2 separate regions of the Mus musculus genome follow, and region 2 is linked to region 1. A link is a contact called in public HiChIP or PLAC-seq data. All regions are on one chromosome and are shown on one strand. Each heading gives the region's core, a stretch centred on a gene start, on an enhancer-like site or on the middle of the called end of the contact. The rest is flanking DNA. Distances are from core to core; before and after follow the strand shown.

Evidence for each region. HiChIP or PLAC-seq counts read pairs in DNA pulled down with a chosen protein or histone mark.
Region 2: a contact with region 1 is called in a FOXA1 HiChIP or PLAC-seq map of pancreatic cancer cells. The contact joins two enhancer-like sites. A contact is called at or near these places in 3 of 115 datasets of contacts at active chromatin or transcription factors (embryonic stem cells, epiblast stem cells and pancreatic cancer cells).

What each region holds. Positions count from the first base shown.
Region 1 is chr2:27,841,676-27,848,001 of GRCm38.p6, forward strand. No RefSeq gene overlaps it. Among named protein-coding and RNA genes, the nearest start is that of Gm39777, 6.4 kb to the left of the region's middle. Within about 2 kb of position 3,381, at least 14 of the 459 cell types and tissues checked have an H3K27ac peak or open chromatin away from gene starts, as enhancers often do. A contact at or near this core is called in pancreatic cancer cells, where this site is marked.
Region 2 is chr2:28,523,004-28,529,329 of GRCm38.p6, forward strand. It overlaps a transcript of Ralgds not described here. Among named protein-coding and RNA genes, the nearest start is that of Ralgds, 7.3 kb to the right of the region's middle. RefSeq lists an enhancer at 1,356-3,943. Within about 2 kb of position 2,883, at least 344 of the 459 cell types and tissues checked have an H3K27ac peak or open chromatin away from gene starts, as enhancers often do. A contact at or near this core is called in pancreatic cancer cells, where this site is marked.

The DNA.
Region 1 (6,326 bases), core at 2,131-4,630:
CCAGTCTCAGGGTGTGGTCATCCATCCCCTTGTGAGCTCCCTCACTATCTAACTCTCAGGTGTCTCCAACCCTGCTCCCTCCACCTCCTAGAGCCAGACTTTACACACACACACACACACACACACACACACACACACACACACACACACCACATCCTTCTTGATGGTCTCTCCCTCTGAACTTCAGCTTCATTGAAAATGTGAAAAGACAGCAATGAGAATTTGTTACCTTGTCTTCATCAAGAGAGCTATGATTGATTGTCGTTGGCAGTGGACAGGACAGGAAAGCAGGGTAAGGAGTCACCCATTTCTGGCTGTCTGCTGAAATACAGACCTTCATCTCCAGATTCCCTCAGCACTTCCACACCTACCCCATACTGGTTTCTCAAAGATGAAGACACACCATTGCCCTTGCTTAGAACTGAGGAGGTAGAATCTAGAGAAGCTGTGTTTCTCACGATGCCCACTGGACAGGTAGTCAGGCTGGTGTTGGTGACAGAGCTGGTGTCCCTAGTGAGAAAAGCCTTCTACATCTTGGAGGAATGGAAAGTCTGAATGATTCACTAAGTTTTGGGGTCCTGGGTTTCTGGGCTCCCACCTTTAAGCAGATGGTGCTGTAACTGGCCTGCAGAAGTCACTGTGGCCAGGGACAGTGTCTTCTTCATTTGTGGGCCTGCCTCTTGCTTGAATGGAGGTATAGAGGGTTTGGACAACCTAGCTTTTCCACAGCTCAGTGAGCAGCCCCTCCCTGGCTGGCTGCCCTACAGCTGAAGGAGTATTGTGCATGGTGTGTGTTGGTCCTAGAAGCCTAAAGGTATGCACAGTGTGGTCAAATGGGACACTGTCCACCAAGATCCTATTCTGTGGGTACAGCTGGCCCATGGGCCATCTCCAAAGCCCTGAACTTTCCTTTTCTCCCACACTGTCCTTCCCTTGCAGACGTTTGTCTAATTCATCCTTCATACTTCCAGGGCTTGATATGGGATAAAACCCAGAAAGACTCAATGATGAACGGACTTTGTCTCATGCTAAAGTGATAGCTACATAGTACGCACCATCAAGCTGACAGAGGACACACACACCATCCAACTTTGTGATGAGATAGCCAGTTCCATCTGGTTTTGTCTTAGAAATCCTTATGGAAAATGGATTAAGATGTATAGCCCTCTTCTGATCTAACTCACCACACTCTGGTGGCTAGTCTGGATGTGGGGGGTGTCCCACTCCTCTCTGGGTTACCAGCCAGCCCTCTCCAGAGCAATCTCCTTTCATTCAGGGAAGAGCTATTGGTCAGGCTTGCTCATTCCGTTAACTGTTGACTCACAGTCTGAAAATGTGCTCAGGACCCGTTGTGGCCAGCGAGCCTCAACAGACTCCTGCAGGAGGACTCCCTTTCCACGCACGTGCCGTCCTCGGCACCTTCCTGCCAGCTGCACAGCGACCCTCCTAATGGGACCCTCATGTTTCAGCTTAGCCTTTAGCCATAGGCTTTGGCTCAAGACCTGGCAGAGGGGGACAGAGGGAGAAAGCCATCTGGAGAGGAATCAGTGCTCAGACGAGAAAGGAAATTGCGTTCGGATGATCGAGACAGCAAAAGGGAGGGAAGCTCGCAGGGCCAAGTTCAACAGAGGGGGACTGGAGTGAGCAGGCGGGGGCCCTGCTCTGTGGATGCTGGGGTCTCTTTCAATCTGGCAACAGGGGGCAAGGGTCTCTCCTTCTTCTGCCACCTTAGGCATCAGGAGTTTAGGCAGGTCTGGTAGTCACTCCAGAGATGTTTTGGGTTCCCAAAACCATGGCAGGGAAGGCCAGAGTGAATCTATCTGGATCTTTCATGTAACCCACATGGTTAAGTTGCTCAGACTAGGCCCCAGCCTTACTCTCAGTAAGGTGTCCTTGGGTACTTTATAGCATCATCCTTTGGGTCACTAGGTGCCATTTACCCTTTAAGCATTTAGTTGAGGGCAGGCCTGGCCCTTTGTTCCAGTGTCCCTGTGGCTGGCTCAGAGCTGCTGGCCACACATAAAAGCCATGCCCATGTCTAGAACCTGAGCTTCTGGATGCAAGAAGCACTCAGCTGAAGCACCTTGCTAAAGACACTTTCCCTGGGCAGCAGCAAGATAGAGACTTTGTCCTTCTGTTGAGTGGAGGAAAATGGGTAGGGCTAGGCAAGGTGACAGAGTAGCCAGGGCCAAACCAAGCTGTGGTTCACAATGTGGTACCTAGTGGTTGTTGTGAGCCTCCAGCTCAGCTGTGGCCCAGTGTGTCAGGAGACTGGACTACCATGGGAGAGTGAATGTGTTTCTTGAAGCACCCCCTACAGGTTCCTACCCAGCATTTTCACAGTTCAGTGGCTCAAGTAGTGGAGGTGACAAAGAGCTCTGCTCTGAGGTCCATCTGAACAGTTTGTTGCCCAACAGTGACACTTGTCCCCAGATCTGCGCAGCAGCCACCACTTGAGTACCATTGTGTGTCAATCTGGGCACCTGCCAACAGAAGGCATCTGAACATGGACGAGCCTGTTTGTTGAGCCAGGAAAGTGCAGCAGGAAGGTTGGGTTGGGAAGCCATTCCTCACCTTTTCTGTTCCCCACAGATGTCAGCTGCCTTGTAACTCCAGGGGGGGAGGGACAGGGCACCTCTGGCCCTTTGTGCTCTCAGGTGCTTAGTGGGTATCTCAATGTGATGGCTAGTATTGACTGTCCACTTGGCAGGGTGTAGAATTACCCAGGAGACAAAGCTATGGGCATGTCTGGGGAGAGGATTTATAAATTGTGTTAACTAAAGACCCAACCTAGTATGAGTGGTGCCATCATGGGTCTTTGATAGGGTTTTACTGCTGTGAACAGACATCATGACCATGACAACTCTTATAAGGACAACATTTAATTGGGGCTGGCTGACAGGTTCAGAGGTTCAGTCCATTATCTTTAAGGCAGGAAGCATGGCAGTGTCCAGGCAGACATGGTGCAGGGTAAGCTGAGAGTTCTACATCTTCATTTCCATACAGCTAGGGTGCCAGTATTAAAGCCCGCACTCACAAGGCCACACCTACTCCAACAAGGCCACACCTCCCAACAGTGTCACCCCCTGAGCCAAGTGTATACAAAACCATCACAGGGATAGAGGCCTAGACTGAATACAAAGAAGACAGTGAGCCAAGCCCAGCACTCGTCTCCTCCTGCTTCCTGACTGGGTGCCATGCCACACCCTCCTGCTTTGTACTCACGATGCCACCCCCACCATGATGGCCTGTACCTGTAAACTGTGAGTCCAAATAAACCCTTCGCTGTTGGTTTTTTTCACAACACAATCTAGAGTCATTGGGAATGCCCTAGACCAGCCTGTGAGCAGTTCTGTGGGACACATTCCTGACTGATGATCGATGTGGGAGGGCCCAGCACACAGTGACAGTGACATTCTTGGGCAGGTGGCCCTGGCTGTTATAAGAAAACAGGCTGAGTAAGCCAGGTAACAGCATTCCTCTCTGGCTTCTGCTTCAGTTTCTGCTTCCAGTTCCTCTCCTAATTTTCATGATGGACTATGAATTGCAAGCCAGATAAACCTTTTCCTCCCCAAGTTGCGTGTGGTCATGGTGCTTATCATAGCAAAAGAAGCCTAATGAGTCCCAAACACACCTTTTCTTGTGTCTGTTATTTTATCACACCAGTAACAAAAGTAAAATATAGTGTGGTGGTTTGCATATGCTTGGCTCATGGTAAAGTGCTTCTTTTAGGAGGTGTGGCCTTGTTGGAAGAAGTGCATCACTGTGGCGGTGGACTTTGAGGTCCTGTGCTCAAGCCCCACCTAGTGAGGAAGAGATCTTCCTGCTGGCTGCCTTCAGAACAAGATGGTGAACTCTTAGCTCTCCAGCACCAAGTCTGCCTGCACACTGCCATGCTTCCCACCATGATGATAATGGACTGAACCTCTGAAACTGTAAGCCAGCCCATGTGTAAACTGTATAAATGTTTGCCTATATACAAGTTGCCTTGATTATGGTGTCTCTTCACAGCAATAAAACCCTAACTAAGACACATGGAATGTTGTCAAACATGGTCCTCAGAGCAAAAGGGTTGCCATCTTCATCAGATCAGCTGTGCCTGCCTATGAATGTCAATCACTATGGGAACAGTGGACTGTTGACATTTCCTCGTGGAAGAAAGCGTGTGCAGGGTCAATGGACCCTTTCCTTAGTATCAAGCCACTCCTCCCACCATTTGTATTCAAATTTCACACTAATTGCGTGTGACCTGGAAGGTCTTAGGAGGGGCTAAAGTTTATAGGTTGGGGAGACTTAGCTGAGGGGTTCCTATCTAAGTGGTATGGGGGGGTTCTGTTATGGTTTATATAAGCTCGGCCCAGGGAGTTTCACTATTAGAAAGTATGGCCCTGTTGGAGTCAGTGTGGCCTTTTTGGAGTAGGTGTGGTTTTGTTGGAATAGGTATGTCACAGTGGGTGTGGGCTTTAAGAGCCTCATCTGAGCTGCCTAGAAGTCAGTATTCTGCTAGCAGCCTTTAGATGAAGATGTAGAACTCTCAGCTACACCTGCACCATGCCTGCCTAGATGCTGCCATGCTCCCATCTTAATGATAATGGATTGGCCCTCTAAACATGTAAGCCAGCCTCAATGAAATGTTGTCCTTATAAGAGTTGCCTTGGTCATGGTGTCTGTTCATAGCAGCAAAACCCAAACTAAGAGAGACACCATTATCCACTCAGGGTCAGATCTTCCATTATCCACGCAGGGTCAGATCTTCCAGTCTGGCTGCTTTAGGATCACCTATGCTATGCTCCAGCCCACGAACCTTTACCCATGTTCTGTGAGTCCAGTAAACTCACTGGTTCCCCAGGGCAAACTTTGGTTAGTCACTGGGACTTCAGTAGGCCAGGTGACATTGTTTAGCATCTCCCTAGGGAAGAATTCTACAGTAGGCTATGACAGGCTTTTCCAATAGAGCCAGTGCTTAAATAACAGTGCTAATCCAGAAGGGCTTGCTCTGATGACTTACACCTCTGAAAGGACCTGCTGTTTATTATTGCTCCAATGGCTGAGCTTCACAGGGAACTTTGAACCATAGGCTGCCCTTACAGGGCTGAGGGTGTGCTGCTGGCTAGATTGCCACCCTTCTTCTGTTAGCTGCCTGCACAGGACACTGCTTGGCAGAGCTCTGGACTCCTCAGCTCTGTCTAGACCAGAAAATAGACCCTGCAGGTGGAAGTCCAGCATTGGTAAATAGGCCTGGCCTCTATCCATTGTCTTGGCCAGCATCACCAATCCGTTGCTAAGCTTGGTTCTACCGAATGGAGGTGGTTTTGAGTTCTCTTGACCCTAAGTCTTCACATTCAGCTCTAGAGTTAACCATGGCTTCATCCCAGGTGAGAGGGAAGGTTCCTTGGCTGTCCTGGCTGATGGTCCCCACATCCCTGACTGTGCGTGACTAGCAGAGAAGGCAGCAGAGCTGTGTGAACTGGCCTTTGTCTCCTGAGGACAAGCTGTGGAATGTGAGTCCTGGGCAGGGGCCAGAGGATCGCCTGTGAAGGAGAGGAGGTCCTGGCTGGGCATCTGGACACCAGACATGAGAGGCTTAGCTCATTCAGGGGCCGGGCCAAGCTCTACCCTAGGATGCTGGAGTCAGCTCGGGTTTGGGGGCTAGAGAAAGGTCAGGCTGAGGTTTGAACTGTCCAGAGAAGCCCAGAGGATCAGCGGTCCACAGATGTTATGTCTTACTGGGTAGAATATCTCCTGCCATGCCTGTGCCTGCTCCTGGGTTCTTGGGCACTCTGAGCACAAGAGGATTAAGAATCTCTGGACATCTCTGTACTGGTAGATTCTGATTTTCAAAAGATCACCAGTTAAAACTGCACAGAGAGAGGGTTAGCCAGGGGAATGTGACACAGTGGCGTGAACATTCATGGAAAGGTACAGAAAGAAACAAAAGAAACATTGCAGGAATTTCTCACTTAATCTCAGAACCTCTTGCAACTTGTAGTAAATTACAAGTTTACTACTTCCATGGTTAGCAAGGAAGGCCCTTTGACTTCTGACAACAGTGCCCCTGTTCAATGTCCCAGAGTTGGCTCTGCTGAGGACTATGATTCTAAGCCATTGGGTTTTAACCTTCCTAATGCAGTGACCCTTTATTATAGTTCCTCATGGTGTGATGACCCCCCAACCTTAAAATTATCCTTGTTGCTACTTCATAACTGTGACTTTGCTGCTGTGATAAATGCTGATGTAAATATCTGTGTTTTCTGACAGTCTTAGGCGACCCCTGGGAGAGGATCATTTGAATCCTAAAGGGGTTGAGAACTGCTGTTCTAAGCAGT
Region 2 (6,326 bases), core at 1,633-4,132, 680 kb after region 1:
GTCAGATCCCTTGACCTTTTAAGTATCAAAACTGACCAGGTTTAGAAACTGTAGCATTTGTCACCATGTTGGTTACATTTTGCAAAGGTGTCATGGCTTTAAATTTTTTTAAAGATTTATTTATTATTATATCTAATATCTAAGTACACTGTAGCTGTCTTCAGATACACCAAAAGAGGGCATCAGATCGCATTACAGATGGTTGTGAGCCACCATGTGGTTTCTGGGATTTGAACTCAGGACCTTCAGAAGAGCAGTGAGCCATCTCTCCAGCCAGGTGTCATGGCTCTTAATTAGCAAAAAGGTCTGGTTAGAAGATCAACCCCAGCTGGGCGTGGTGGCGCACGCCTTTAATCCCAGCACTGAGGAGGCAGAGGCAGGTGAATTTCTGAGTTCGAGGCCAGCCTGGTCTACAGAGTGAGTTCCAGGACAGCCAGGGCTACACAGAGAAACCCTGTCTCAAAAAACAAAACAAAAAAAAAGAAGATCAACCCCAAGCAGCTTTGGGGTGCCATTCTTCTGAACAAGTGGCCCACAAAATCATCTTGCCCTATCACAAGTGTTTCCACTGAACATTTCTTTTAAACATACAGCCTGCCTGAGGCAGAGATTAGCTTTTTGTGGGCTAGGACCAGCAAGGGAAAAAGACCGACAAAACCATCAGGTGGCTTAGAATTTTGTCCAGATCCTAGCTCACAGCTGCCACTTGGATCTTTCCAGTTGGAGGGAGGCTACTTGCCGGACATCCCAGGGGCAGGCCGAGGCTGCAGGAGGCAGAGCTAATCCCAGCTGCTCCCCACCCCCACCCCCAGAGGAGCCTTAAACTCTTGGCAGTGCTGGATCCTGCTGGGCCCAAAGCCAGTGGGAGTGGCTTGGGCGGGCACTTATTCTCAGGTCCTCCCCTTCTTGGCAATCTCATGACTCAGTGGTTGGTGGGAGGCCTGGCAGCAGGCTGCCAGCACAGGGAAGCCCTGTGGTGAGCCAGTCTCTTGTGAGGTACTGCTGTGCTTGGGGCGGGCCTCAGCTGCCAGCCTGCTCCTGGTCCTCTTAGGCTTTGCCCAGCTTCCACATGCTGGGGCAGGTGTGGCATGTGCTTCTGTGCTCTTGGCCTCCCCAGTTCTGGACTGCCAGGAGAAGGCAACAAAACCCCATGGCTCACCGGGCAGTGGTGGCACACGCCTTTAATCCCAGCACTCGGGAGGCAGAGGCAGGTGGATTTCTGAGTTTGAGGCTAGCCTGGTCTACAAAGTGAGTTCCAGGACAGCCAGAGCTATACAGAGAAACCCTGTCTCGAAAAAACAGAACAAAACAAAACAAAAAACACCCATGGCTCTATGAAGCTTCCCATAAGTCATTTGGAAGCTCTGGCCCTTCAAAACCCCAGGAGTTCCTGAGATGCTCCTCCTGACCATGGGTGACACCGCAAGGACAGAGGCATCCTGGTCTTTTTAAGGCAGGCAAGAGATTTTGGGAAGAGCAGCTAGGACACCAGCCACAGCCAGCAGCACTGGATGACTGGCCCTGCTGCGTGGCTGTGAGAAGCCTTTTCCCTGGCTCATTGTGGTGACTCAGTGACGTCCACACTGGGTGGTTTTTGTAAGTGAAGGCTCTCCGAGGTCACTGACCTAAACTACGGAACGAGTGGGAAAGATTTGCCCTTCAGACCTAGTAGTTGGGACTCCAGGCACCAAGCAGGTTACAGACAGTGGCCAGGAGAAAGAGAAGTCAGTATCCCAGCCCAGGCTTGTCCACGGCAGACCGCCGCCCTCGGTGACATGAACCCTGCAGCCTTGCTGCACCTGTCAGTGCTACCAGGCATAAATATTTTCTGATCTTTAACTTGATTGAGAGTAAAAGAAAGCAGGCAGCCCTGGACCCTGAGTGGGTCTGAGCATCTCCATGGCCTCGTGACCTTGGGGAGATTGTTTGCCTTCTCTGGGCTTCTGTCCCCAGCTTTCCCATGAAGATAACTATGGTGGCTTCAGCATTGTCTCAGGCTAGGTGGAAAATGTTTTGTGTTCACTGAGAAGAGCTAAAAGCCTGGCCTGACTGGGGACCAGGGCTTTGTGGTATCTACTCCCTCTATGGGTAAATTTTGCTTTGGGGCTGAGGAGTACAGACAATGATAGCACCACTGCTCGGGGCCTTTTGGCCAGAGCTGAGGCCTGCACTCTCCCTGGCCCCAGAGAAGAAGCCAGTGAAGCACGGACCACAGGAACATGTGTGGGGTGACTTGATGATGGGCCCAGTTCCTGGAGAGGAACTGTCCTCTCACTCCCCCATAGGACCCCGAGTGTCAGGTCAGCAGGCAGCAGGAAAGAAGAGCAGAGCCATGTCCCCAGTCAGCCTCAGGGACAGGATGCTGTGCGTTGTAAACAGCTCTGCGAGTCAGCACTCAGCTGAGTCACAGCTGAGTCACAGCTACCAGTTGTTTATAAACAATGGGCTCTCACCCTTCAGAGCCCCCCCCCCAACCTGTGAAGGGCGGGAAGACACTCCCACAGCGGTAGTACCCCCACAGACGCTAGCATCTGGGCCTAGGGACACCATGCAGGCTTGTGTGAGTGGCCAGGTACCTTCTCCCAGGGCCACTGGTGTGTAGAACAGAGCAGATGACAGGGGCGTCCTGAGAGAATGGGCAGGATCATATACACTGGTGTGCAGGCAGGGGTGGTGCGCTGTCCCTGTGGCAGGGGGCCCTTTGAGCCCACTCTGTGGCTCTGGGAGCTCCTGTGGCCATCCTCCGTTCCAGGCAGTGACAGTGACAGGTGTCACGTGGCTCCCGAGGGCCTGGAACAAAGGGCCTGCTCTCTCAGGGCCAGCCTGTGGCAGGGTGGGGCTGGGAGCTACTGGCTCCTCCCTTTCTTTGGTCCCTCCTCCTGGAACCCCAGCTTCAGGAGTGGCAGCTGGTCCTTCTGGTCCTGTTCTTTGACCTAGCTGTGACTCAGACCCTCCAGCCCTCTCAGCCTGCTCAGTGTTGCTGCCCCAGGCAGCCCTGCCCTGTGAGAATCAGAGTAGCTGCAGGATCAAGCCCTGCAGCCTAAGCTGAGGTTGGGGCGGGTTGGGGAAATCAGAATGCTAGGCCTGGAAGATGCTGGGAGGGCTGGAGGGAGTGTCTGTCGGGCAATAAGGAGCCTGCATCCGGGGCAGGCATTGTATCTTGCACAGGCCAGGTGGTCAGGAAGTCCATGTAAACGCTGCTCCGTCAAAGACACAAACATAATGCCGCTGCCCTTCTGGTCCCTTCATACTTCCTCCACAGGCCTCTGTGGGGAAACCCCTTTCTCACCGGTAAACCTGTACCGGCCAACACCAGTGGTTAGGTGGGTAGCACAGGAGAGAGAGGCCAATATGGAGGAGTGTGGTGTGTTTGCAAGTCCTGCAGGCGGCAGCACCAAGCAGGCCCAGGAGCCAAGGCTTGAGGCCCCCTCCCTCCTCAAGGCTTGGAGCCACTGATCAGTCAGTCACTCTGGAAGAGTCACAGGAAGACCATTGGAAGAGGGTGTGCATTGCTCAGAGAACAGAGTTAGGGTGCTGGCGGGCTCAGTCTGGATGCTGGGTCTCTGCCACCCCCACTGGGGATTGCAGTGCCTCTGGGGGAGCTGGAGAGTCCCTGGCCACCACTGGCTTCCTGCCTCTTCAGTGCTGGAAGCCCAGCGAGAGTTCCAGGAGGGTAAAGATACAGCCTGGCTTCTGCCTACTTCCTCCTGGGCTTGGTGGGCCTTGGGTCAGGTCTGTGGTTGCAGACAGAAGCAGCCTGTGGGCTTGGCTGTAGGAGCCAGGCTTCTTCCCCTGACCCTGGTTCTTCTGGGTCAGAGGGGTGTTGAGCTCGGTTAGTGGCTTCCAGTGTTTGTTTTGCAGTAAAGTCAGGGGAAGGATGGTGAGCTGCTCTAAAGCCTGACGCCAGCTCAGCTGCTGCCTTGCTCCTGACGGACAGACATCCCACCTACTTCTTCTGTGGTCTCTTTTCTGAAATCTTGGTGGGCGTAGTACTCAGTGTTTACCACCCTACTCGGTCTCTGCTGAAAATGAAGTACTGTGCCCGGTGGGCTGGCAGCGTCTGTAATCCCAGCATTAGGAGTTCAAGGTCATCCTGGGCTTCATAGTAAGGTGGAGGTCAGCCTGGGCTACAAGACACTGTCTCAAAAACAAACAAACAAACAAACAAACAAATCCATGCCAGGGGCTGGAGAGGTGGCTCAATGGTTAGAGCACTAACTGCTCTTCCAAAGGTCCTAGTTCAATTCCCAGCAGACACATGGTGGCTCACAACCATCTGTAATAGGATCCGATGCCCTGTTCTGATGTGTCTGAAGACAGCTATAGTGTACTCATATACATAAAATAAATAATTGTTTTTTTAAAAAAAATCCATGCCAAATACCCGGGACAGGAGCTATGAATTAGGTGGTCAGGAAAGGCTTCTAGAATGGTGACATGGGGCTTCGAGACCTGGCTTATGCTCATTTGGCGACTCTGCTCCTGATGAAGGCTGCTTTGATCCCAGTGTAGAGAGTTCCAGCCCCCCAAGGGAGATCCGTGGGATGAGGTCTTGGTGGCAGAGGATAGGAGGAGAGAGCTAGGTCTACCTAAGGGGTGTAGGTTAGCAATAGATGACTAGGCCACCCCAGAACAGAGTCCTGGCCACTCATCCTTGCTTGCCTTGTGGCCTGGTACAAGCGGGAATTCCTGGCCCTGCCCGTCACAGCAGCAGGTATGACAGCCATGCAGGTGACAGTAGGCCTAGGCACTCTTGGAGCTCAACTCCACTGGGGCAGGCGGGCTACAGACACAGTATCCGACAGCCTGCCAAAGAGCCCACTCCCCACTGGGTTCTCGCCCTGCTATGGCCCGGGAAGCAGACCGGGTCCATGCTAGGCCTGCTGTGCCCAGGGGGAGGAAGGGCTCAGTGTTCTTTGCCTGTGTCTCAGTGGTGACTGCCAGGCGGTGGGCCATTGCCCGCCGCACCACTGCCCACTCTCCCACTCCTCCGACACCTTGCCCGGCACCTCTGCTGGCACCCACTGCTGAGGTAAGTGTTTGCCAGAAAGGCTGTCAGGTCACAGCCAAGACCTGGCCTGGGCCATGGGAGTTGGCACCTTAGGGCTCCTTACTCTTCTTGTCAGAACTGGTTGAAGGAGTTTGGTTAGAAGCACCAGGAGAGCTGTCTCCTGTACCCGGTGTCAGCTCAGAGGCTGGGGTGCTGTGTGTGAGCTCTGGCTGGCCACCTGTCCCCAGCAGTGGCAGACAGCATGCCTGTGGGCCGTCACAGCAGCTCACAGCTAATGTCGGATGGTGCTTCTTGGATTACACTTGACTCAGAGCGATAGCTGGTATGTGGTCCTCGTTGTTTTCTTAGTGTCTTCTTCTTTCTGGGAGAGATATTGAGCTCTGATTTGCGCCTGGGGCTCTGAAGACATGGAGCAGGGAGTAGGGCTCAAAGCCGGGTTCCAGAGCCTCAGGACGCTTTCTACCTGGCACTTGGCTGAGTATAAGAGGAGGGCCAGGCTGGCAGCCTGCTGACCGCTCTCGGGGAAGGAAGGGAATGGGAGCCTGATGCCAGGGCCTTTCTGGGGTGTGCTGGGGGACAAATGTCACTGCCTCTAGGCTTAGGGACCGATGAGACTGTGGGACACATGGAGCTACTGCACGTGCTCAGTGGCTCCCTTGACTGCTCTGATCAGCTCACACAGGCCACAGCTTGTCTATTCTCCCACCACCACACCCCCGGCCTCCCCCTTCCATCTCCTCTCTTCAGTTTTCAGTCTGGGTTCAGCTCTGAGTCTCCATTTCCGTTTCTATGTGTTTGTGTCCTCACTGTCTTTCTTCTCTGCCCCTGTGTACTTCATGTGACACCTGGAGCATTAGTGGTCCCCAGGGTTGTCAGTGTGGGTAGGTCCAAAGTGGGTATCTTGTGATGGGGCAGGGGGCATTCAGTAGGCTGCCAGCGTGGAGTTTCGCTGGTGGGACAGAGTGTAACAATCCAGAGCATGAATTCCCTGAGGCTGAAGCCAGAGAGGCTAATCAAGAATCATGTGTCCTTACAGGGGCCATCTCCATTGCCCCAGGCTTGATGTTGTGGGGCGTGTGTGTGTGTGTGATAGTCATTTAGTGTGCATGTATACACAGACAACTTTTTTGTTATTTTTAATTATATTTAGATGCGTGCGTCTGCATGTGGGTATAGCTATTCGATATCAGAAACGTCAGGGGTGTCAGATCCCCTGTGGCTGGAGTTAGAGCTAGCTGTGGATGCAGGGAACTGAACTTAGGTCCTCTGCCAGGGCAGTGAGTGCTTTTAACAGTTGAGCTATCACTCCAGCCCC